Regions from separate parts of the Mus musculus genome. Here all the other regions are linked to region 1. A link is a contact called in public ChIA-PET and promoter capture Hi-C data. All regions are on one chromosome and are shown on one strand. Each heading gives the region's core, a stretch centred on a gene start, on an enhancer-like site or on the middle of the called end of the contact. The rest is flanking DNA. Distances are from core to core; before and after follow the strand shown.

Region 1 (3,957 bases), core at 1,009-3,508:
TGCTAACATTAAATCTTGAGAGGTACTACTGGCTGAAGGTAGACTCTAGGACCAAGCTGCCTATATATAACAGGTAGAGTTTTCTCATTGTGTGTGTGTGTGTGTGTGTGTACGTTGGAGATCAGAGGAAACTTCTGTGAAGCCAGTTCTCCCACTATCACTGGAGGATTGAATTCAGGTCATCAGGCTTGCAAGACAGACACACAACACTTGTTGAACCTTCTCGTCAACCCCAGGCTGCCAAAACTTAAATTCTTGTTTTATCAATCTACTTATGTGGGACCTTAGGGATGCTTTTTAACCCGTACCAAGGACCTATTATGTAAGAGATGGAGGGTCAACTCTAATAATCTGTCACTTATTTTTGACTTACTGTAAAAGTTTTTGTTGTCTTAAAAGATTTACTTTCGGTGTCTGGGTATTTTGCCTGCGTGGATATCTGTATACTACATGTGTCCAGTGCCTAAGGTACTCCTGTAACTGAATTAATGGTTGTGAGCCATATGGGTGCTGGGAATAGAACCCAGCTTCTCTGGAAGAGAGGCCAGTGCTCTTAAGCACTGAGCCATTTCTCCAGCTCTTTAGAGACAGGGCTCTACTATGTGAACCCTCTCAGTTCACCAGTTCCTGAACAACTGTGCTTTCCCATTTATAGAGTGGTGAAGCTTAATTACGCCTGTCTCACGGAGATGCTGCAAGAGTCAAATCATAGAATGTCTGTTAAATTACAAAACCTCCTATTAAAACTTAATTTACCAGTGAGGTGGTGGTGGTGTACACCTTTGATTCCTGTCTCGAGAAGACTTAATTTACTACCTTGCAAGGTATTCTTAAGAAACTGACCTCAAAATAGGGTGCAATAAGAAGGCCAGGAGAGCTGTATAGGAAATGGTCCTTTTTATTTCTGACTAACCTACAGCTCCATTCAGGAGCAGGAGTAGACTCATATGCAGTGGTTCACAATTTACTTAAAAACTTCTTCTTTTTTCTTGTTTTGGTCTCGGTGTCTCTTGCAGTCCAGTCTGACCCTGCATTCCTCATCTTCTTCCACTTCTACAGTGCTGAGATTATAAATGTAATTCATAATGAACTAGGAAAAGAACTTTCATTCACGTTGTGTATCTTAATATTCCCACAGGGTAGTTTTTCTCGTGTGTCCATCCTAACATCCCTTAGTGCTAGGAATCCGATTCAGGTCTCCAGGTCTTGCACATACTTGACAAGCAATCTGCCATTGAGCTAGATGTCCTCCCAGTGGTTACCCTAGTTTTCACGGGAATCTGCTAACAGAAGGATGCACACTAACAATTCCTCAAGATTTGCACTTTCATTGCATCCGATGCTACCAGAGTTCTTTATTTAGAGGGAGGACACAACAAAATTCGATGGGATTTATAATACTAGAAATTAACTTTGAGTTCTTGGATCAGAGAAACAATATATTGGGTCCCTATCGATCTGTAAAATAGGGGCACAAGGCCTCCACAACATTGTGTGGTTAAGAACAAAGGCTGATGGTGAACCTACCATGTCGTAGTGCCTCAAGTAAGTCCCTTCTTCCCTTTGTCAGATTTTGCACGAGATATCACTACCTCTCCTACTTCGTACATGGCGTAACTCCAAGCTGAGACCGCTCGGATTCCTTTCCTCCACTTGCAACTCCTAACACCGAGAAAGGTGTACGGGCCACTGTGAGGTCTTCTCTCTCCGTAGTGGATAACCTTTCTTGAGTTGTCGTTTGGGTGGCTGGAAGACGCTGATGACTACTCCCAAGCGTCTACGGAACCAGATCTTAATCCTCAACTGGGCATCAGGGACCAAGCTGTGTTCTTTTCATCCCAACCCTCGCTAGAGTGAAAAGGTCGAAGCTCAGCTCCAATTACAGACGCCATCTTGACCGCTACGTGTGACGCCACACGTACAGCCGAAAGAGCAGCTGATTGGCTGGGAAAGACCGGAGGATAGGCGCGCGAAGCTGGAGACTGGAGGGTAATGTAGAAGCCGAAAGGAACTACACTCCCAGACTTCCTTGCGCATGTGACCAGCAAGCAGCAAGAGAAAGAGGAGCGAGGTTGGACTCGGACTACAACTCCCACTAGGACCCGCGTTGTCCGCCCTTTCCTTTCAAAAGGCAGAGGAAAAGGGACAGGAAGAATGGAGGCTTTTGAGTGCTCGTTTCTCAAAAGGCGGGAAAGGCGAACTACACCTCCCGGCGAGCCGCGCGCGCCTGCGCCTGCGCTCTGGTATCTGTCGCCATCTTGCCCCTTCTGAGGCACCGCAAACAAACCTAATTCCTGGTGTCCCCTAGTCTTGGCGGAGGAGCCTTTTAGATGAGCCCCGAAAGGCCGGGCAGGTGGGTGTCTCTCAGGCAGGGTCCTGGGAAAAGCTGGCAGGCTATCCAGGGTAGGGGAGCGCTTGGCCAGGCACGGGGAGCCCGGCTTGGGTCGGTCAGCCCCATCCTCCGTTGTTTCCTAACGGGATCGCGGGGCTCCCTCAAGTGGACTGAGGGCGACTCCGGCATGCCTGGTGATGGGACGCCGGAGGTCGAGGTCTAGGAGCCCCGAGGCGACTCCGGGTTGTCTGACTGTCTGTCCGTGCCCCCGCTTTTTCTCCGTTGTCGTCTCCGCTGAGGAGTGCGCGAGGCGCGGACGCTGGCCAGGGTTCCCAAGACTGGCTGCTGGCCGCGGGGGCGCGGGCTTGACATTGGAACCCGCTCGGAGCCGCGCGGGCGAGGAGCCGGGCGGGCTGCTCTTGTTGTGGTGCTGTGAGCGAGTGCGTGTTTAGAGAGGGGGCGGGGCGGGCTGCCTGCTGACACTTGAGCGGGGGACGGAGTCGGTGCGACCCCGGTGCCGGGAGCACGCTCCGGCTTCTGCTGCCCGGCTTTCCTTTGCTGTGCGGCCCCGCCGTGCGTTTCCCTGGAGGGGATGCTTTGGGATGCCGTGACGTGGTACCCGATTCGGGCGGTCGCCGGCCGCCTCCGAGATTCTACCGGGAGGCGGGGACTGGCTTGGGGAGCGAGCGGATTCCTTTGGCTCTGCCCCTTCCTCCTCTCCACCCCCTTTCTTTATGTCATCCTGCCAGCTGGGGCGCGCCATCCAGTTTGGCTCGCTCAGAGTTGGTTCTGAGCTCAGAGGACTATGGGAAGTAGGGGGAAGGGGGCTCCACTTGAGGCCAAGAGTTGGAGTTAGCAACCCAGAGCCTGGAACGCAGTTGAAGAGTCATATCGGTTTAGTGTTTGACTCTTAGGCTGGCTCATTCATTCATTCTACTCTGCTGCTGACCATCCATTTATCAGTTTAACAGATGTTAAGGAAGATCTACTGAGTTCTCAACCTGTAGTGTAGTTTTGTTTGACCAAGGAATTCACAGTGCGAAATTCTAGGCTTTTAAACTTTTGGTAACTGGTCGAAATGACTCTTTTTTTACTGCCAAAACTTGAGAAAAGAGTTATTGAGTTTCATTTATCCAAATGACATGCTCCACCGTTTGCTTATTTTATCTCCTAACTTATTATTAAGGAAACTGGCAGAGGTCAAATCACTTGTCCAAGGTTGCACAGGTGGTAGAGTCTGTTTGGCAAGTCATATGCCAGCCACTATGACAGAACTTGGCTTGCCCTGTTTTCTAAATAATACTTGAAACAAACTTGGGATTACTTTTTTTTTTTTTTTTTTTAAAATAAAGGCATACAAATTGGGTTCAGAGAGGCCAATTCACAAGGATGAAACAACTAATTATGTTGTAAAGCTGGAACTGGAACCAAGAAGTGTTTGACTTTAAAACCTGTTCTTTCCCCTGTTAGTATGAGCTGGGTCATTGTGCTCTCAAATGGTGTTTTTTTTCCTTTGTCAGGAGCTGGAGTGTGGAGATGAAAATGGTATGAGTTATCTTTTCAATCTTAGTTTGTAGCCAGTCGAAGGCTTTCTATATCCTTGCGTATACATTGGTAATGTGATT
Region 2 (3,957 bases), core at 1,019-3,518, 190 kb after region 1:
GATGCCCCACTAGAGCTGACCCACCACCAGTGCTGTTGGCATCAGGACCTCCCAAACCTATGACATCACATAGGCGGCAGTGCAACCTACAGACTTGTTGCCAAGACAACGGCAACCATATTCCCAGAATCCACTTGGCTCACCTCCCACCTTTACCTGCGTTGTTATTTTCCATATAAATAAGGGGAACACCCCTCCCTCTCTCTCTCTCTCTTTCCCCCTTTTCTTTCTGCCACCACCTTCCTTCCAGCCCCTCTCTCTCCCAATAAACTTCTCACACGTGGAACTGTTTGGGCCCAGTGTTTTGTGTTCAGATGAGAGCCGTTATTTTAACACATCAAGTGCCCCTGGGAATTCTGGGAGGTTGATCTGGCCTGGCCATGTCCCCTGCCTACCTGAATGCAGACCTGCCCTGACACGGATGGGTACATCGGGTGCATGCCTCATCCGAAAGTTGCCTGCATAGCTAAGGATGTCCAGGGCCAGGTTGGCGATCTCAGCAGCGTGCCGATTTCCATTGCGCCGAGGGAGACCAGAAGCCACCATGTAGGCATCCCCTATGGTCTCCACCTGCAAACAGCAACGTCATGCTGGGGCAGCCTGTTGCACACCCAATCCTACATGCTGCCGATCAGTAGCCCTCACCCTACCACCCCCAGATCTCACACACTCTGCAGCCTCTGCCAGATCTCCAGACCCAGGCACTGGGCACTGATGAGAGATGCGAGCTTCAGGTGGCTTCTGGCTGTAAGGCAGGTGACAGTGTGTGTGTGTGTGTGTGTGTGTGTGTGTGTGTGTGTGTGTGATGGCTCCGTGGGTAAGAGTGTATGCAGCTGAGTTTGGTGACCTGAGCTTGAGCCTAGAACCCTCATGGTGGAAGGAGAGAACTGGTTCCACAAGTAGTCCTCTGTTCTCCACATACATGCACACACATGCACACACAGAGATACATGCACGCACACACACACACACACACACACACACACACACACACACACACACAGAGAGAGAAACAGACAACAGACCAACAGAGACAGACAGACACACAGACAGTCACAGAGAGACAGACACACACAGAGATAGACACAGAGAGAGAATGAGAGAGAGAGAGAGAATGAGAGAGAGAGAAATTAAAGAGGAGGAGGTAGAAGAAGAAAAGAACGTTCTGGAAGCACCACAGCTCTGCTGCCTGCACACACTGGGGCTTCCTTTGCAGCCACAGCTCTTCCCTGTGAGCTGTATGTGGAGTTAACAGAGCCAGCTGTGACCCTGCCCACAGGGAGCCCCCTGAAGCCCCAGGACCCAATGTCTGTGTGATGCCCCCTCCACCACACCCCTCTACTGCAGAGTTGTTTGTTTCTCGAGACACCGCAATGCCCCACACACCCCAAGTCATGTACCTTGGCTCTTACCAGCCCTGCCCCCAGCCCAGCACTGCAGGGTCAGCCACACTGGCCCTCACAGAGGTGGCATGCCCAGAGCTGCCTGGAAACAAGCAGCCACTTGCAAGGGAGGCCATGGCTGCCTGAAGTGTATGTGCTTCCTTCAAAGAGGAGGCTACCACAGAGGAGAAGCAAGACGAATGGCTGCCTCCCACTGAGCATGCTTGTAGACTCTGACTGTGCTACCTACTTGCTGTGCAGCCTCCATGAGGGACTCTTGCCCTCTCTGAGCTTCATGTGTATGGAGGGCTAAATCATCCCACCAAGGGCACACATAGTGCCAAAGATGGCATGCTGTGAAGACCTCGAGGCCAAGCTCTCCGTCAGGGTGAGGCCTGAGAATGAGGAAGAGCTGAGGTCAGTCGCTGCTAGCCTTCTGTCGGTGACTGCCCTGTCTCTTCTAATCTGCAGAGCAGAGCTGAGCCACTGGTATTTCAACCCCGTGCTTCACTAAGGGGAACTTTGGGCTCAGAGGGTGGACAAGCTTTGGGGTTGTTTGATGGCTTAGATGGCTAAGGCCTCACATCTCACACAGCAGGTTGAGCTGGGAAACCACACCTCTCCTTGTCCCCTTTCTCCTGTCCCAAGCCTTGTCCCAGCACTCAAATTCTTTGCTATGTACAGAGAAGTGCTCACCCAGCAATGCTGATGCTGGGGTGGTCCTTCCACCCAACCCCATTACCAACCCCCATCCTTATCCTCCATTCTCTCCCTCACCCCTACCCATACTGCCACCCTTGCAGGAAGTGGTTATATGGTTGCTTCTCAGCCCAGAAAAGATTCAAAGTGGTAACTAGATCCTGCTGTTGATGGGCGGGGGGACCAAGGCAGATGGGGGGAGTGATGAGAGATGCACTACACATCACAGAGGCTGGGCCTGCTGTTCCCCACATCTGGAGGGGTGTGCGGGCCTTGTTTGATTTCATTTCCCTCTGCTGGGAAGATGCAGGCCTCTTGGCTGGAGTTCAGAGCAGAGCTGAGCCGTGATTCAGAGCTGTGAGGGCCACATGTGTGAGAAAAGATTGGCAGAGGTAGGAGAGACAGGCCAGGGGTAACTTGGGGCAGATCAAAGCATGGAGGCGCAGGGAGACCTGTGGGACACACAGGAGGCCGGGGTGTGCCCATTGGCCTTCCAGACATCTTAGGAGCCATGGAGTCCCCAGGGGGAGCAGAAGAGAGGCTGGGGTCTCAAGTGGCAGTGGCAAAGGTGGTCACCACCATACTGTCTGCAGGAGAGAGTGCTTGTGGTAGCCTGTGAACACTTGGGGTTCCTCGTGGCTCTGCTGTTGTCTGTGTAGACCCAGGCAGGCTTCCTTCCTCTCTGGGCCTCTGGACTGAATCAACAAATTCTGCCAAGGGGAGTTTTACAAGTGCCAATGAGAGCAGCTACCTATGCAAGGGAGTGAATGGGAGACTGGAAAGATGGCTAGCAGGGAGCAGGGAGAGAGGAAAAAGGTGGGTGAATCAGGAAGAGGAAGGGTTATATGAGAAGGTCTGGTGGTGTGAGCCTCGAACACTCAGAAAAATGTGGTGGTCCACAGAGGTGGAACAGCCACAAATGCACTCAGAGAAGAGCTGGGTCAACTCCAGAGGGCTTGTGGGCCACTGTGACATTATCCCAAGAGAATCTATGTCGCAAAGAGGGTAAACTTCCTACAAGGGGCTGAGGACTCAACAGCAAGTTCAGCCCTCAGGTTCACCCGAGTCACTTCACCCCACCATCTCATCTGTAAGTGAGGGGTGCTAGCCCTTTCCTCCTAAGTCCTCATGCACACAAAGCCCTTAACCTGGCATCTTGTATACAGTAGGTGCTCAGTAAGTGCTGGGGCACTACAAACAGTGTAAGCAGCTTGCCTGCTCCATCTCCTGACTCTTTCCGGAAGAAATCAACTTAAATGTCACACTCCATCCCTCCTTGGATTCACATCCCCTGCAATGTGGCTACAACGCCCATCCACAGCTGGTACTGCGTCTTCCACCTCTTCAAGTTGTCTCCCTCAGCCAACAGAATTTGTCAGGAAAAGCAGTGTGCCAACCCCAGGCGAGAGCTCAAGGGCTAACATGCCTCTGCCCTCTCTCAGAACCCAGCTATACATGTGAACCATCTCAGAGAGACTCTGGGCCAGAGCCCAGTCCCTCCAGTCAAGGTTCCAGAGATGCAGAAAACCAAACTAAGATCAGCAAGCTGCCCACCTGGCCCACATCTGGCTGGAGATGCCTTGTGAGTCACAAATGGTTTCTTTGTATGCTACTGGACTTTGAGATTATTCATTACACAGCAGGGTTAATTGATACAAGCGCACAGTGAGTGGATAGACACAAATTAGTGGTGCTGGCTACAGAGAGAAGAAGGTCACCTGTTGTCCTCACCTTATACACATCATGGCTGTCGAGAACAGCATCAAACAGCGTGTAGAGATCATTGAGGAAGCCCACCACCTCAATGGGCTCACTCAAGGCTGAGATGGTGGTGAAGCCCACGATGTCACTGAAATAGATGGTGACCTGGTCGAAG
Region 3 (3,957 bases), core at 367-2,866, 170 kb after region 1:
AAGTGGCTGAATGATGTCACAAATTCAGCTGCAATAAGGACAAGTTAGGACCTGGGGTTAAGGTAGGGATGCCCAAAGGGACCCTGTCTCTCCTTCCTCTGCACATCCAGAAGAGACAGTCCCCACAGAATTATGGTGGAAAGAAGCACCCTGCTGTGCCCCATCTGCAGCAGTGAGAACTCAGCCCCCCAGGGACAACCAGAGGCATTCAAACCCAGGGCTCACTGTCAAGCCCCACCACTGGCTAGTGTGGTCCTCAGGGCAAATTCTTTATCTCTCCTTGCCTAGGTGATTCATCTGCAGGACACACCAGTTCCCATTCCAACACTGGCTATCCTTGCTTAGCATGGATCAGGTGGAGCATGACCAGGAAAGTACTGGGACCCTTCCATGTCCTTCCCTGATGGTTCAGATACCAACGATGCTGAGGATAGAGGTCCTGGCTCTGCAGGCAGGTAGCTGGATTCTGATTGGAGAGGTGTCAAAGAATATCTCTGTATGTGCTTGTATGTGTGTGTGCACATGCACGCGTGCTCGCGCGTGCATGACAGAGGGGGACAGACAGATAGTGGAGTCAAACCTATAATAAAAATAAGACTGCCCCTACTATGCAAGGAGGTTACAATTTTTCTAAGCCCTAGGTTGACTGCAGGTCTTTTAACTCTCACAACCACCAAGTGAGGTGATTACTATAATTCCCATTTACAGACTGGAGGACCGAGGCTTGGGAAGGCAAAGTGCCTGATCCTTAGCCCCTAGGTGTGCTGCAACTGGGACTCAGCCAGATCTATAGTCCCTTAGTGCTGGGTGGTCTCCACTAGTGCAGACCCCACGGGCACCCTGTGGATCTCTCTCCCAGACCACGAGATTCAGAGAAATGACTTACCCTAAGGCACTTGTACAGTAAATCGAAGAGTCGGTATCAGAATCCAGCCCCTGTGCCTCCAAAGCAACTGCCAAGACTTCCTTCCTAAGTTACTCAGGAGCCTACAGCCCCAGGCCCAGGAGTATACTGAGCGGTAGGGCTCTCAGTCTGTTATGACTACTGTCAAAGGGGGCCTGGGAGAGCAGCTTCAAGGCTCACAGTGCAGTGAATCACTCACTAGGGGCAGCCCGTTCTAGAGACATCCTACATCTCAGGGGAATCAGACCTTAACCCAAAGGAATGTGCTTGTGATGTGAAATGTCAGGGTGGAGGTGGGGTAGGGGGGTCCCTCCTATCTATCACACATAAAGAAGTCTCCCCAAAGAGTTCTGGGTATCCCCTCCAGATAATAGTGGTAGTGTGGAAAGCCCATGTCTGCCTGGGGCAGACCTGAATTCAAATCCTAATCTGCTTGCTTGGCTGTGTGCTCCTAGGCACACCCAGAGCTTCCTGCCTCGATTTTCCCAGCTGTCAAATGGGAACGCCTATCTGAGCCCTTCCTTAGGTAGATCTGCTAACACCCGGGTGCCGAGGGAGGGTCCGGCCCTAGCTCTCTAGGCACCGCCGCCGACCGCCGCCCCTACCTGGCTCAGCGCCGCCGCCGCCGCCTGACTCCTCCGCGCATCGTTCGCGCAACCCCGGGGGTCTGGCCCGCCGAGGCCGGACCGCTGCAGCGCCGCTCCAGCCGGCCGGGAGGGGGCGGCGCCCGCCTTTTAAATAGCACCGGCCGCCCGGCCACGCCCCCTGGGACTCTGAGCCGCGGGGTCCTAACACCGCCCTGCCAGCCGTGCGGACCTAGGAACCGAGCATCGCCTCTGCTCTGGAATCGCCCGGACCCAGCTAGGGCGGCGCTTGAAACCGAAAAACGACTGGAGGGAGAAGGATCACAAAAGAAGCTAGGCCGAGGCAGCCGCACGTGCAGCCGTGGGCCCGCGAGGTCTTGGGTGCAGGGAGCCGCAGGTCCGCGGAGGAAATCCTGGCGCCACCGCACCAAGGCAGGGGGCCACCCAGAGGTGACTGGCAACCACCGGCACGGAAGGAAGTGACCCTTCTTTGGCCCTGGGATGGCCCTGAGGGGGTCCCATCCACCCCCCCCCCCCCCCAGCTATCCTGCCTTTAAGTCATCTCCAAGCCTGTCAGTGTCCCCTGCTTACTGATAGAGAAGCTGAGGCTAGGAGTGGGATGAGGGAAAAGCCAGCTGGTTGAGACTTGTCAGGTCCCCACGGACATTTGGGGGACCTGAGGCTCTGATAGGTTAAACTGCATAATGACAGTCTCATAACTTACCCAAAGCCGCTGCCTTTACAAGGTACTTAGCCTCCTCAGACACTGGCACCGTGCCCTGCTGGGTCTAGACTGAAAGATGGGTGAAGAGTGTTGCTGCCGTCCTCCAGTCTCTAGTTCTGTATTCATAATGTTCTCCCTGGTGGTCACAGCGCCTAGAGGAGGGCCATCCACCCTATCTTAACAGCACCAAGCGGGGTGAGCCAGAGTAGGGCTGGGCTCTGAGCTGGGCCTTTCCTCCCATCTAGTCCACAGTGGTTGGATGGACCCATGCGGTGCGAACAACCCAGAGAGGACAGTCCCTGACAACTCCAGTCTAGAGCCCTGACCTAACCTAAGGTCAGGGAAAGGTTCACCAAGGAGGCATCCTCTGATGCTATAAGGAGTCAGAGCAGCAGAGTAGCCCAGCTTCCTGCCCCCACCCACCCTCGGGAGCTCTCAGGGTTGTGGCTCTCCCACCTCAGCCCTTGTGTGTACTATCTAGTCAGACTGAACTTCAGTTCCCCTCTCTGCCAAGTGTAGAATGGCAAGAGCCGCTCTTTTGGATGAAGTCGATGTAGGCCTGGGCCTGCACCCGATGGGTGTTAGAGACCGTTCCTCATCTGCTGCTTTAGGAGGACACCTTTTCCAGGTTGGAGTCCATGGGGTCATGTATCAATCGAGGAAGGGGCTTTGTGACTACTCTGTAGCGAGGGCAGAGCATGAACAAAGACTCAGGTAGGCTGGGGCTCTCCCTACCTGCTTCCCCATGATGGCCTGATGCTCTCTCACACCGTCAGAGTTGCCCTAGAACTTGGCTCAAGGTGGGGGCAGGGCAGGGCTGGTGCCATCACTACAGGATGAGCGGCCTGCTTCCCTTGTGCCCCCAGGGGCTGCGGTTGTGGTTAGGAAGCACATGGGGTTCTGTGCCCGGATGGGGCTCCCCAAGAGATAGGAGATAGAGGGGCAACCAAGCATGTCCTCCCCCAACTACAGAGGTCTCTTGGGACTGAGGACCAGGCGGAACTCTTTAGCCCCCACCCCCTACATCTCTGCTCTTGAACTGTCATGCTGTGTGACTTGGGGAAGGTTGCTTGACTTTTCTGACCTCCACTTGTTTCTGTAGAGCGAGACAAATGGTAAATCTACAGTTCCTCTGGCTGGGGAGACCACATAAGACAGACTGGGTTGAGAACCCAGTGAGGAGCCTGTCTCTCTTCCGCAGGCCCTGGGAAGCTGGGAAATAAAATTGTCCAGCATCCTCTCTTGTGGGCAGATGTGAGGCTGAGGAAGTAGAGCAAGGAGGGTGGCTGATCCAGAAGTGTAAAAGTACCCTCACCCCCTCCAGGAGGCAGAGCTCGAGTCTGCAGGGAGTGATGGATGTCAGAATCCAAGCAGGGTCTCATTTACAAGGCAGCCACGGACAGCACATTTTTCTAGGACCCACGGAGGGCATCTTTCCATCAGTTTCCTGCCACTGATGCTTCCATCTGCCAGAAACTGGATGTCTTCAACACAGTCCTCAGGTGACAGGTCAGACAGGGGACACAACTTTTCCTGGGTCCTTACTGGTTCCACCCTGACAGAGTGGCTCTCAGACACTCAGTCTTTCTCAAGACTCCCTGGGGGAATTTTGCTGAGGCAGGATAACCCTTGAGGCATAGGAGCTAGTGACCCAGAAGGCCAATGGTGCACAGATCCACTGTGACTCGGAGCATGCTGCTAAAACTCTGTGAGCGTCCTGTCCTTGCTGAACTGTGGATCGGAAT

What was found. ChIA-PET counts read pairs in DNA pulled down with a chosen protein or histone mark. Capture Hi-C pulls out chosen DNA fragments and counts their contacts.
Region 2: an RNA polymerase II ChIA-PET map of effector CD8 T cells shows a contact between it and region 1, with 5 read pairs. The contact joins the enhancer-like site here to the promoter of Emsy in region 1. A contact is called at or near these places in 13 of 39 promoter capture datasets (the 3T3-L1 cell line, the C10 cell line, cranial neural crest and 8 more), 11 of 115 datasets of contacts at active chromatin or transcription factors (the 230-238 cell line, the NIH/3T3 cell line, acute myeloid leukemia and 6 more) and 3 of 9 other capture datasets (adipose tissue, embryonic stem cells and liver).
Region 3: a contact with region 1 is called in a promoter capture Hi-C map of adipose tissue. The contact joins the promoter of Lrrc32 here to the promoter of Emsy in region 1. A contact is called at or near these places in 11 of 39 promoter capture datasets (the 3T3-L1 cell line, the C10 cell line, HPC-7-derived erythroid cells and 6 more), 1 of 15 datasets of contacts at CTCF or cohesin (large pre-B cells), 14 of 484 Hi-C or Micro-C datasets (B cells, the N1E-115 cell line, Th1 cells and 8 more), 32 of 115 datasets of contacts at active chromatin or transcription factors (the 230-238 cell line, the HPC-7 cell line, the NIH/3T3 cell line and 21 more) and 4 of 9 other capture datasets (adipose tissue, embryonic stem cells, liver and 1 more).

Annotation. Positions count from the first base shown.
Region 1 is chr7:98,654,870-98,658,826 of GRCm38.p6, reverse strand. Emsy (EMSY, BRCA2-interacting transcriptional repressor) reads left to right here and starts at 2,258. Exons shown (of 20, transcript NM_172280.2): 1 at 2,258-2,353.
Region 2 is chr7:98,467,627-98,471,583 of GRCm38.p6, reverse strand. Gucy2d (guanylate cyclase 2d) reads right to left here. Exons shown (of 19, transcript NM_001130693.3): 14 at 3,813-3,957; 15 at 396-570. Among named protein-coding and RNA genes, the nearest start is that of Gm38588, 12 kb to the left of the region's middle. Within about 2 kb of position 2,268, at least 40 of the 459 cell types and tissues checked have an H3K27ac peak or open chromatin away from gene starts, as enhancers often do. A contact at or near this core is called in effector CD8 T cells, where this site is marked.
Region 3 is chr7:98,487,650-98,491,606 of GRCm38.p6, reverse strand. It overlaps Lrrc32 (leucine rich repeat containing 32), which reads right to left and starts at 1,616. Exons shown (of 3, transcript NM_001113379.2): 1 at 1,510-1,616.